3 separate regions of the Zea mays genome follow, and all the other regions are linked to region 1. Evidence: chromatin contacts called from public Hi-C data. All regions are on one chromosome and are shown on one strand. The core of a region is the stretch at or near the end of the contact, and the rest is flanking DNA. Distances in the headings are between cores, read along the strand shown.

Region 1 (4,004 bases), core at 266-2,765:
TTATACCACCAAATTTAGGGTGTTACAGATGGTCCAACCTGTCTTACCTGTTGGCATGTTCATGAGTAGGTGAGCGAGGTCGCTTTGGTGACCGGTCACTTGGACCGACCTTTTTTCACATATTTAGATAATAATTGATCAAAGGTTGGGCCAGATTTGACCAGTCGACCAGCTGCCTTTTCCCATTATCGAACGACCTTGTTGTTCCTGTCCACTTTGAATTTGGCCTGGAACTTTGCTTTTGCTTCCTTGACCAGCTACTCCTGGTGCTCCTCGAACTCCAGTTGTTTTTCGGCCGGCAAGGTTTCCCAAGTCGACTCGATGATGTTGCTGGGGGGACATCAGAGCTATCTTTTGAACCGGTCATTGAGGGCCGATATGACGCAACTTCCCCAGCAGAGTCGCCAAAAAGTATGTTGACGCCGATCCGGACGCCAATCACTGCGATGAGTACCGGCGATGGTGCTCTCTGTGGAAGAGCGGACGGTTCGTGACCGAGGGCCGGATGGTCCGCGACCTGGCGCCGAGGCAAGGGTTCCTGCTTGACGAGCCGGACAGTCTGCGCGTGCGCAGGGACGACAGAGTTCACCGAACAACACCTGGATCTCGCTTCCGAGAGGGACCTGTCGGGGAGGAGAGATCCTAGGTTTGTCTTGTGATTGGCAGGCCACCTAAGACGCCTCTAAACGACGTAGAGCCAGAGAGAGGTGAAGACTATAGAGAGGGATATAAGTTACTGTCTACTACTAGGGTAAAATGTAAAAAACTAGAGGTATATTGATTGATTGATCGATTGTTGGTCCTTCAATCGGTCATACCCCTTCAAATATATAAGGGGAAGCGTTCTTCAATAGCTCCTGCGATTAGAGGGCCAAACACGCGAGAAGATAGGAGTCTTAACCGCTGATTCGATCTATTCGCGGACCGTTCGCGCCTATAGGGCGGACCATCAGCGAGCCGAATCGTCCGGGCCTCAGGACCGGACCGTCCAAACATACTCGATATCATAAATATTGCTCAACAGTAATATTTAAAAGTAAATTTATAATAAAATATATTTAAATATCTATTTAATAGTATTAATTAGATATTACAGGTATCATTATATAAAAAAGATTAAATATATTTAAATTCTGGTAAACGAGAACGGCAAATAGTGATGTCTATAATGTCAAATAATATTTTGCATGTACAAACATACAAACCATTTTTTTATATTAATGATGTTCTTTACATAGTTAATTTAAAATAAAGGATGAGATATACGGTAGCACAGGAAGTCTGCTGGAGAGTCCCGAGAAGGGACAAAGGCATTATCACTTGAAGAGCAGGTCCAAAAGCAAAGCATCCGAAACGGCTGAACCGAGGCGGGCACGTGCCAACCACGTGCCTTACCCGCCCCGCCCGCGTCGTCCAGGTCCAAGGTCCAACTCGCGACGCATCTCGATGGCCGCCACCGACGACGGTGCCGTGGACTCCGCCTCCGCCGCGGCCGCGGCCAGGGCCGTCGAGGAGGCGCGCGCGCTGCTCCCCGCCCCGGCGCCGGACTACGACGACGAGGATCTCGAGGAGCGCGCGTACGAGGCGGCTGAGAAGGTCATCGTGTCCATCTCGGGCGGGCCGGACCCGGAGGACGTCGACGGCGATGGCGACGGCGCGGAGCTCTGCTCGTCCTCGGGGTCGTCACCGCCGCCCTTCTCGTGGCGGAAGCTCTGGCTCTTCACGGGCCCCGGGTTCCTCATGAGCATCGCGTTCCTGGACCCGGGCAACCTCGAGGGCGACCTCCAGGCGGGCGCCGTCGCCGGGGACACGCTGCTGTGGCTGCTCATGTGGGCCACCGCCATGGGCCTCCTCGTGCAGCTCCTCGCCGCGCGCCTCGGCGTCGCCACAGGCCGTCACCTCGCCGAGCTCTGCCGCGACGAGTACCCTGACTGGGCGCGCCGCGCGCTCTGGCTCATGGCCGAGGTCGCCATGGTCGGCGCGGACATCCAGGAGGTCATCGGCAGCGCCATCGCCATCAAGATCCTCAGCCGCGGGTACCTGCCGCTCTGGGCCGGCGTCGTCATCACCGCCTTGGATTGGTCAGTTCTCAGTTTTTGTTTCTTCCTTGATCTGTTCTTCCATCTTCCAGTTCTTCATGCCAATTGGTACTGGATCACACGATAGTTTCAAAATCGTTTTCTTTTGGGGAAAACATACCATCGCTTTCTCTTTGATCGGCATTGGGGAATTCGTTTAATCCTTGCTAGAGTAGTCTAAATTAGATCTCAGTTGCTTAGAAATGTGTGAGGATAATTGTTTTCCGCCCTTCTCAACTTCGAGGAACGTTTCATTTTTTGTGTGGTGAGGTTGTACTTTAGTTGTCTCAGTTACCAATCACCATTGATGTTGCACTTGCAGCCCTTGATCCACATCCACTTCGAATTTATTGTGTGCTATGGTATACTAGGAAGTTTGGAGACACTTACCTGCTTTGACAGTGGGCATAAAAAATGATTTCACCACTGGTTGTAACCTTCACGTTTCATTTTTTGACTTTTGGACCAGAAAAAGAGTGCCAAAAATTCACGTGGCGTTGCTTTAGGTTATTGGTGGTCAAATTTTCATTTTTATATGCAAATATGCCGTATGCTTCACCCCCTTAATTTGTTCTATATAAGACCCTAAACCACCGGTTAGTTTTTGTTAACAAGCTGTGTCAAATATTCTTTTCCAAGCAAAAGAGTATATTTTGAGAGTTCCCAACGACTGGTACTCAATTATGTGAATGTTTTCTATCAATTCACTTTGGCTTCCCATGTTGGGTTCCGCTCTCCAAATAATTGGTGCTCCTTTCTCTTAATTTTTTTTTGGTCTTATAGCCAACTGTTTTTTGTTGTTGTTGTTTGTCCTAAAGGTGTGTATGATTATGTTAATTAGTGTGTTGTGCTCCCTTTTCTCCAATGGAGCGATGCTGCTGATGGTTAGAAATCAGATGCTATTTAACAGCAGCTATTAGAATACTACATGAATGTGACATCCATCTGCTTTCTTCTTTGTTCGTATTCAGTGCTCATGCAACACTTTGCCGAGACATTGGGCCTTTTACTGCTTAAAAAAACTTGGAGAGGCTTTGTTGTGAGATTTTTTTTCAATCCCGTTCCAGAGTTTTCTGGATTGTGATACTTGGCTTATAGAGTGACATACACATCTATCCAAATGTTTGCAAGATAACAACTACAAGTGCATTTCTTTAAGCGTAATAACAAATGCGGTCTGTGTTAACTTCTTCCTTGTGCTTTGCACCTGGACAGTATTACTTTGATATACTTAAATACATCGTCTTCAATTAAGTGTGTTATGACAATTAAGTAAACTTTTTTATTTGTACCATCATTGACCTTTATGTTACCTCTTGTCAGCTTTATTTTTCTTTCGCTCGAAAACTATGGGGTGAGGAAACTAGAAGCTGTATTTGCACTTCTAATTACAACTATGGCTGTCTCATTTGCATGGATGTTCACAGACACTAAACCCAACGGGAAAGACTTATTGATTGGTAAGGATCTCACTGACTTTTTTTTATGCTGCAATTTGACTTGTGTATCTTTATCCACTGACCACACAATTTGTAATTTCAGGTATTTTGGTTCCAAAATTGAGCTCAAGGACAATAAGGCAAGCGGTTGGGGTTGTTGGCTGTGTAATCATGCCTCACAATGTGTTTCTTCATTCAGCACTAGTGCAATCAAGGAAAATAGATCAAAATAAGGAATATCAAGTCCGTGAAGCATTGAGATACTATTCAATAGAGTCAACAATAGCATTAGTTGTCTCCTTCATGATAAATCTCTTTGTTACAACAGTTTTTGCAAAAGGATTTTATGGAAGCAAGGAAGCCGGTAATATTGGTCTTGAAAATGCTGGACAGTATTTACAAGAGAAGTTTGGTGGAGGATTTTTTCCTATACTGTACATCTGGGGGATTGGGCTTTTAGCAGCTGGACAGAGTAGTACTATAACAG
Region 2 (4,637 bases), core at 271-2,770, 190 kb before region 1:
ACTTGTGGGTCAGTGAGCGTGCCACCTCAGGAAGGTCTTAATGGTAGGATTGCCCAACTCGAACTTGAGAAGCTTGAGTATATCGCTCTCCATCTTGAGGAGCTCCTCTTTGGTGTAGGTGTTGTCTGTGATGTAGCAAAAGTCCTCCGGGTGCGGCGGGCTGATCTCCTCATACTTCCTGTGAGCGCCGGACCCAAATCAATCCCCAATTGTGCAATGCCCTAGAATTAGAAGCAAATGACACAATGCGGATGGCAAGTGGCACTTACGCAGCAATGAGCATGGAGGCGACGCCAAGGAGCTGCAGCTTGTCGCGGCCGAGCGCATTGACGGAGAGGAAGCGATCCACATAGGAGATGGCGAGGTACAGGGTGTCGGCGACGAGCTTATACTCCTCGGCGACCTCGACCAGCCAGTCGACGAGGATGCCGCGCATGTGCGCCGTAACGTCCGCCTGCACCGCCTCGATGTAATCGGGTCTGGACCGCCGCTGCGGCTCCACCTGCACCCGCAGCCCCAAATCCGTAGCAAGCCAGCGTCAGATCGGCGCAGATGTCGAATCCGCGGAGATGCCAGGGGTTGGAGAAGAACGGAGCTGAGTACCTCCAGGGAGCGGAGGTAGGTGTAGATGTCGGAGGCGTAGGACCCGCAGAGCTGGGGGTCGGCGGGCGCCCCGGCGGCGGCGGCGCGCGGCGGCGAGGAGGAAGCGCAGGAGTCGGCGTAGGCGGTGGCGCGCGGCGCGGGGTTGGAGACGGAGTTAGACTCGGCGTCGGCGTCGGCGGTGCGCGGCGGGGAGGACGCGCAGCGCTCGGCCTCGTGGGCGGAGGAGGGCCCGCGGGCCTCCGGCGCAACATTCCTCGCGTGCCTCCCGGGCCTGGACGCAGGCTTCGAGGGCTTGACGGGGCAGGACGGCGCGCGGAGGCCGGCGTTGTTGGCGAGCGCCGGGAGCTCCCCGAGCGCCACCCGCCGCCGCTTGGCGTCGCCCGGACCCTCCGCCGCCGCCGCCGCCGCCGCAGCTCGCTTGGCCGCGGCCCGCGTGAGCCGGGGCGCCGCCGCGCCCCGGGCCCCCAAGGGAGGTGCGTTCTCCTTGTCCCCCATCGTCGGCCTCGTCAGCTGCGGGAGAGGGGGAAGCGGAAGCGGAGGCGCGGGGTCCTAGGGTTTCGGCTCAGGTCTATCTAGGCTGGACGGGGAAATGGGGAGCAAATCGAGGCGGTTAAGTAGCGTTGCAGCGGAGGAGAGATGGTGCGCGGTGCGGAGGAGATAGGCCGCCAAAACGCGATTTCAAAATGAGGAGAAGGAGGGGGAAGCGGCGGTTCTCGCTCGGGTCTCCGGCGGGAGAGGCGCCTCTGCCCCCGCTCTGGCTTGATGCGAAATGCGGAGGCGCGGTGGTACGGCGGAGGGCGGAGGGGACCAGTTTTTTTTTCTTTTCCTTCGCGGCCCCTGGGATTAAAATTTTGTGTGTGGTGGGGGGGGGGGGGGGGGGGGGGGGAGGGGACCGAGAGCATCTGACAGCCCTGACGGTGGTCTGTCAATGTGTGCCAGTGTGTGATTAGGCGGGACGGCTAGCGAAAAAATATTTCCGAAAATCCGAGGCGCGGGCCACCACAATGTCCTGCCACTTTGGCCTTTTGGGAGCCCACGTGGCCCAGCGGGCGGTAGGAGCCCGTACGCCTCGCCCGGTCGCCGGCGCACGAGCAGTCCGGCCGAGCACGAACAGGAGCAGAGCAGCTGGCGGAAAAAAATTTGGTGCAGCACTGCTGCAAATCAGAGTGTTTGCAGCTTCTCACAAAAAAGAGGATAGACCCCACCCGCAGCAACAAAAATGTTATCTGGTGGATCTGCAGGTGGGGTCCATCCACCTTTTTGTGAGAGGCTGCAAACCACTCTGGTTTGCAGCAGTGCTGCACCAAATTTTTTTCCCAGCTGGCAACGTTCCCCGTGGGCTCGAGGCTACCTGGCCACCAGCCTGGGCCCTAGCGCCTCCCTGACGAGAGGACCAGTGCTTCGGCCTCGTAATTCTTCATCTATCTAAGATACTTTAGTTGTCTGATCAAGATAGATGTAACAGCAACAATCCAATTAACCTTTAACCCATATTTCTTTTTTCATATTTATTTTTTCCCCAAACACAATAGTAAACTTGTGTAGACACAATTCTCGCTCTCATAAACAGCGTTACACACTCTCGCTGTGCCTCCACAGCACATACTCAATTATTACGTCATAACTCAAACAAATCTCCTTCTTGCATAGCAATTTTCCTACATTTTTTTCATGCCATAAAAATATCCTTAACTACATGCAGGTCATAAGTAAGTCATAAAAGGATCTTCAAAGTTCAATGCTCAAAGTTACATGATCAAACATCAAGCTCGCCGACCACTCCGATGGCTCGGGGCTAGACCACTACCTGCCCCATCGAGTCACTACTTTGACAGCTCGGGGGCTGGGCTGCTGCCCGCCTCACCGGCCTTGCCGAGTCACTACTTTGACAGCTTGGGGCCTAGGCTGTTGCCCGCCTCATCGAGTCACTACTTCGATAGCTCGGGGGCTAGGTTGCTGCCCACCTCGTCGAGTCACTATTTCGATAATTCGGGAGCTAGGTCTTCACCCGCCTCGCCAAGTGATGCGAAGACATCGTTGCTCGGTGGGGATCTCCATCGTGCCCTCATACCCTCACGCCGATAGCTCTACCTATCCTCTTTCTCGCTTGTGCCCTTGCGCTAGACCAACCCCCACATCCCTAGTGAGATAAGGGGATGAGGATAGTGGAGAGGCTTGTAGATTGGAAGCTTGACTGCAGAATCTAGAGAGAGGAGACTAGCTGGTCGAGAGCAGGATAGAGAGGACATATATAAAATATGGAGAGAGAAGAACAAGTGAGAGAGATATGAGCATGTGTTCAAAATAAACTTCGGATCCGGTAATGAGGGAATCATAACGGGTTGGCAATAGAACCCAATGGTGATACATAGTATAGTGGTAGGTTGTATTCTAGCTAGTAGGGATAAATAGTTCTAAAATCTGACAACGATGTCCTTTTTATTTATAAAGCGACGGTGATATATCTTTCACTATTTAGTCTTAAACTATCTATGAGTGCTGAGCCGATTAGGACAATAGTTTCCCAATAGTACGTGCATAAACTCTATTCATAAGCGAGGACAACATGTTCTTACTCCTTTTGTCACAAACCTTTAAGCCACTTTGAACTTTCTTACAAAGTTAAAGAATCTCGGGTTTGGCTAAATGAATATAATAAAATAAGATATTTATGATACAGTTTTGTTTAGGATCGTTTCAGCTTCATAAAATCTAGTAAAATTGATGAAGGAGATAATTAGGAGCTTTAGATTACCGTGAAGCTGAAGTCGTAAACTTGTAGATGACATTTACAAAAACTATTTTGTTTCTTATTTATATTAAAAATATTTTTTAAAACATATTTAAATTTATATTATGCACCACAATTTCACGCTGAAGCTCGAACCTAAAGTAGTGGCAAACAACCCCTAATAACTGTTTGATTTTGGTTGATGCATGCAACCAATATTGAAGCAACACGAGATAGCATCACCGTCACGTTAACGAACAGTAGACAACGGCAGCTTGTCAGGAAGCCACTAAAGACGATGTGAACTGTTGCAGATAAGCTAGCATCGTATCGCCAGGACGACATATATGGAGGAGATCTTATTGGCACGCCAGTAAAATAAAGTGAAACGGATGCATGCATGTGCAGATATGTACTCCATGATCCTCACACGTACTCTGTATTCGCACGCATGTTTTCTGCGGACCCGGAATGTACCTGCGATCCGTCTCCTGTGGAGAGACAGAGACGTGCGTGCGAGCTAGCTAGCTACGGCCTACGGTGCCCTAGCTAGTGGATGGTGTGCAGTGCACCATCCACACGTAAAAATCGGTTATTCTGATCGCGGAACATCATCGTGAAGCCGTGCTGTTTCAGGCTTTCAGGTGGGCGGCCCGTTGGCCGTTCATTTTGGCACCTCTCTACCACGTATGGAACTCAAAGAGTTTGTGCCGTTCCATGGAACCCTATCCCTATATTTAACCCCACTCTACAAACAATATAGTCTACCATAAAAAACAGTGTTTTAATCACTATCTCTACTACTACTTAAAACTATAGTGTAGACGTTCACGGTGCACGGTTCTGCCCCCTCCCCACACCTCGCGCCAATGGCAAGGACGCCGATTTAGCAAAGTCCACCAAGGTTTCCAAGACGGGCGCCAAATCTGAGGCTGCCGTCGCGGCTGGGAAGGCGAAGAAACCGTCGCTGGCCAATTCGACGTCCCCGTACCACTACACCTCCCCTCCCCGTACCACTACGCCTATCCCTACTACCGGTACCAGCACCTCGCTCCGTCCCGCGGCGTTAGAGGCGGTGAAGGTGGACCCCCCCGCGGCCCAGGGTCGAGTCTTCGAGGTCGGTCTCCGTTCCCGTCCGCTTCGTCGGTTCCGACCCGAAGCCGGTGCGCGGTGCGGCCAGAATGCCACCGACGGCGGTGCTGAGGAAGCGGGCGTCGTCGTCGGAGGCGGCGGCGATTAGGTTGCAGGCCGCGACGCGCGGGTTCATGGCGAGGAAGTCGGTGTGTGCTGTTCACGAGGTGGA
Region 3 (4,417 bases), core at 1,771-4,270, 190 kb after region 1:
AAGCCATCAAAGCCAAAGAGATGGAGCCACAGCTCGGCTCGCTTCCCACCCGACAGAGTTGGAGCTAGACGAGTTCATGGCGGTGCACCATGAGACACTGGTGAAGCTCACACGAAAGATGGAGCTGCAGCTCAACTCGCTCTCCACCTCCGCAAGGCTGATGAACATCCTTGAAGCCGAATGCTGGAGGAAGAAGCGTCGCCCCCACGGATATCTTGCAGAGATAGGCGATGATGGCTACCTGAAGGATGAAGCAGGGCGTGAAGTGCCGAGGTTGGAGGTCGAGCTCCTCCAGCAGCAGCACGAAGAAAGACGAGATCGGCAGCGCCAACCCGCTGGGGAGGAAGAGCACGTACTCTCCGGCGGCGAGATCGCCGTGAGGAAAGGCGCCGACACGGATCCTTCCAGCGAACGCTAGCACACCCCATCCGGGCAGGTTGCGCACCAAGTAGAGTGCCACCTCGGGCTAGAGGCGCTCGGGAGGGTCTAGCAAGGCCATGGCGGCTACGACGGCAGAAGAGCGCGGAGAACTCAAGGGCGAAAGGGCGCTGCGAGTGATGAGAATGGCTACCGCGCTCGGGGGAATCTGCTTTTTAAAGAAAGATTCCCCCACTGATGCCCCGAAGCACCACGGAAGATCTCGCCCGATGCGCGCCAAGGTGACCCAGCCCCTGGCATGGCGGCCCGGGCCCATGAGTCATACTCCTTGGGCGTCGGTCTCCGTGTGCGAAGAGGGCAAACCGCCACGTGAGGAGCGAACCGCCGTGCCTCTTCATCTCTGTCGAAAGCAACGGACCAACCTCTGACACGGGGGGCCGGGCCCACGAGTCATTCTCCTTGGGTGTCGGCCTCCGTGTGCGAAGAAGGCGAACCGCCACGCGAGGAGCGAACCGCCACGCCTCTTCATCCCCGCCGAAAACCAACAGCACAGTCTCTGACACGGGGGCCCGGGCCCACGAGTCATCCTCCTTGGGCGCCGGCCCCTGGGTGCAGAGAAGTCGAATCGCTGCTCGCGCCCATACTGCGCCCCCTCAGGGCCGCCGCAAAGGACAAAAAAGGTGAACTTTCAAAACCAATGCAGTGGCATCGAGGCACCCCGCGCGTGGCTCAGCAAAACCATCAAGTGCGGAGACCACGGGTCAGTCAGCCGCGGGGATAGGCGTGACAGTTGGCGTGACCAGAGGCGAGCTGGCAGTTATTGTGTCAGCAAGCGCACAGAAGCAGCGTGCCAATCGCCAATCAAGCTTTGGCCCCACCTGCAGGCTCGTTTCCTCCCCTAAGGCGGGCCCGGGGGCCACTGTCGGTACCCTGAATCAGGGGTACCCCTTACTACAGTGTGAAAGCGCGGAGTCCATGCGGCTGCCTCTAGCCATGTGGCAAACAGCGGCTGACCCCGCCACATGGGCGGCACTGGGGCCGCCACGTGGCCGGAGGAGACAATATACTCCATGGTGTCAACAGTGGGTCCGGCCCCCCACGGGAAAGTGTCGGACCCCTGGATACACAGCCCGAACCTCCGGGCAGGATCCAGGACCTCCGCGAGTATAAACTGGACCCCCGAGACGGGAACCGGACCTCCCTGTGTGGGGCCCAAGTCGCTCACAACAAGCTCCCGGGATTCTAGGAGGAGTACCCGGACCTTAATCAAGGCCAGGCGGGGGTCCGGAGCCGACACGTTTCCGAACCATATTGCGTACGTCTCTGCTCCCCGCTCAGGCGGAGACCCGATGCTGCCACGTGGCCAGCTGCCTGTGACGTAAGCCAACGGGCGGAGCCGGACGTAAGGCCTCTGGGCCGCGCGCATTTATTGCGGGTGAGGCGTGTCGCCTGTCAAACTGGCAGGTGATGTGCCGCCTCAACATTAAATGCACCCTGTCTACTCCACTGACAAGCGATGTGCCGCCTCAGCATTAAATGTGCCCTGTCCACTCTGCTGGCAGGCGACGACCAGACCGTCCCGCAGGCGGCGTGCCTGTCAATTTCGTTGGCAGGCAGTACGCCCGTATTGCGAGGTGCACTGTGCTCATCATCACTCGTACGTTGCTAGGGAAACTTCCGCTGCACGCCAATGCTACGTAGACCGCAGATATCAGGGCACAAGAAGATTGCACTGGCGACCAGCATTAGTTGCTTCAAGTGTTACATCTGTTATGTCCCTGGGCCCGCATGTCGGGGCTCAGCACCCTTGTACATGCCCCCCTTTAGCTATAAAAGGGGAGGCACGCAACGTTACAAGACTCAGACACACTTAGATCCATCTCAGGCTCACAAGTTCATACAAGCTCCCGAGCTCAATACATCACACAGTGGAGTAGGGTATTATGCTCCGGCGGCCCGAACCACTCTAAACTGTTGTGTGTTCTTATGATTCGTTCATCGCTTAGCAGACAAGCAAAACGCTTAGGTCCCTCCTCATCTTAGGATTTAGGGCGGGTGCATTCCGCCACCCGGCCGAAGATTTCCTCTTCGACATATACTATTGTACTCCCTCCGCTCTAAACTAGAAGTCGTTTTAGCTCTAAATTTTTATGTCTCCATTTGTATGGGTGATAAGGGATATAGACAAATATACTAAAACGGTAAAAAAGGATTTTAATTTTGGAGGGAGAGAGCGAGTACGATGCGGAGAGTGTGTGTTTTTCAAGCAAAAGCACCGATGGAGTAAAAGCGCAAAAAGAGGAGGGTAGCATTAACTCCTGAAGTAACCGTCAGCTTAATAAGCCTAACTGTAACTGATGACGTTGCTCTTGCCAGTTCCATTTGCATAATATGTGCTGGACGCCCTGGATTTGCCTTTCTCCCGTCCACCTCCACGCGTCTACAGTTCTCCCGTCTGACCTCGCACTTGCAGCGCACGGAAAGAAAACAGACACGAAATATCTGTCGCTTTCTACGAACAAGATTAGCGACAAGATTGACCCCCTGAATAACCCCCATCGCGAAGGAGTACACCAAGAAAGGCAATTCAGCACTGACCGACGACGCCACTATATGAGCTGAGAGCTGAGAGAAAGAAAGCAGCTGGGGTGGAGCTGTAACAGTTCGCCACGGCTAGGCTCCTCTCCCCTCTCAGCTCTCAGCTGCCCCTCCTGCATGCCGATCGCCTCCAAGCTCGTCTACTTCCAGCGCCGCCCCGCGCCGGCGCCGCCTGACGACCCGGGTCCCGAGCCTCCCGACCCCCGCCGCCCCCGCCGCCGCCGCCGCAGCGGCTCCCTCTCCTCCTCTCACCAGAAGCCGGTGAGTACTGACCGAGTACCCAACAACACGCTGCCGTTCCGTTCCCTCTCACCTCCTGCCGTTTTGTTTGCTTACATAAATAAATAAGTAAATTAAAGCCGCGGCCTTTTGCGTTTTCCCCGAGTGAAGAAACCGGAGGGTTTTCTTCTTGATTCCAAAACTCCGGTCTTCCAGCAGACTGCAGATCGTATCCGTAACGGAGAAAAAAGGTTGGTGTTTTCTTGGTGGAGCAGAGCTGCCGATGGATGCAGATGTCTAGTGTACTGTACTGTACACCCTTATGGTTGAGGAGTCCATCAGTAATTCGGTTTCGATGAAGGCCTAGGCCTAGCCTCCTCGTTCTTCAGGAGCATCGAGGAGTCCACCAGCGTCCTGGAATATTCGGCACCGCTTGAATGAGAAGTTAGCTCATAGTCCATCTCGAACTAGGCAGAGTATTATTGTAGCGAACCTAGCAGGCAAAAAAAAAAAACAGAGGATATCCTAAGTTAGAAAGCATGGATGAATCCCTGGCATGGATGATTGCAGCCTCTCAAAATATTAGTCAAAAGAAAAGAGAGTGTAAAAACGATGTGGGCTTGTACAATTGGTATAAACTTGAATGGGCAAATTTGTGTTATCATGTGTGTGTGTTGATGTGTTCCCTTCAATTCATCTACATTTGCGAACAAAGCTTGGCAGTAGTTTAGCTACTGAATCTAGCTGCACAGGAGCATGATGTTCCAGGGCACCAAAGGGATCACGCTGCTGCAGCCAAGCCTCCGGGGCCAGTCGGAAAGGCAGCAGGGCTTCTTCACACGGCCTCCAGCGCAGGGCTTCACCACCGCAGCACGTCGGGGTCGGACCACGGCCGGCTTCCCGACGCCGTGCAGCAGGCCAGGGAACGGCTCCTTCAGAGGCTCGGCAGCGTGGACCTGGTCCTGGCGGCGGGACGAAGGTCCTCGTGCGTTAACCAAACTCTTATTAGCTGCACGTAATTAAATCTGGCAACACGCTCATCAATCTACATCTACGCTTGCTGTGTGTGCTCTCGTCCGTTGCTTGCAGGCACAAGACATGGCCGCTGCAGACACTCTGGGCTGGAGCTGGAGGACTCGCTCGCCCCGTCGTTGACGCCTCTTCGGGCGGCGGTCAAACCAGCTGCTTCCAGTTCCAGTTCCAGCCCGGTGAACGTGAACCC

The links. Hi-C and Micro-C count contacts between places; a contact is called where the count stands out from the background.
Region 2: a Hi-C map of ear shows a contact between it and region 1, with 4 times the contacts expected there. The contact joins the promoter of LOC100280674 here to the promoter of LOC100383075 in region 1. A contact is called at or near these places in 12 of 25 Hi-C or Micro-C datasets (ear, endosperm, leaf and 3 more).
Region 3: a contact with region 1 is called in a Hi-C map of leaf, with 6 times the contacts expected there. The contact joins the promoter of LOC100192938 here to the promoter of LOC100383075 in region 1. A contact is called at or near these places in 5 of 25 Hi-C or Micro-C datasets (ear, leaf and tassel).

What each region holds. Positions count from the first base shown.
Region 1 is chr1:165,221,028-165,225,031 of Zm-B73-REFERENCE-NAM-5.0, reverse strand. It overlaps LOC100383075, which reads left to right and starts at 1,515. Exons shown (of 4, transcript NM_001175746.1): 1 at 1,515-2,081; 2 at 3,402-3,538; 3 at 3,621-4,004. The coding sequence starts at 1,741.
Region 2 is chr1:165,414,343-165,418,979 of Zm-B73-REFERENCE-NAM-5.0, reverse strand. LOC100280674 (cyclin-A2) reads right to left here and starts at 1,520. Exons shown (of 7, transcript NM_001408116.1): 1 at 604-1,520; 2 at 270-502; 3 at 26-178. The coding sequence starts at 1,098. It overlaps LOC103640487, which reads left to right and starts at 3,786. Exons shown (of 4, transcript XM_008663095.2): 1 at 3,786-3,843; 2 at 4,287-4,421; 3 at 4,424-4,637. The coding sequence starts at 3,786.
Region 3 is chr1:165,031,155-165,035,571 of Zm-B73-REFERENCE-NAM-5.0, reverse strand. LOC100192938 (putative RING zinc finger domain superfamily protein) reads left to right here and starts at 3,020. Exons shown (of 3, transcript NM_001138119.2): 1 at 3,020-3,237; 2 at 3,948-4,174; 3 at 4,285-4,417. The coding sequence starts at 3,094.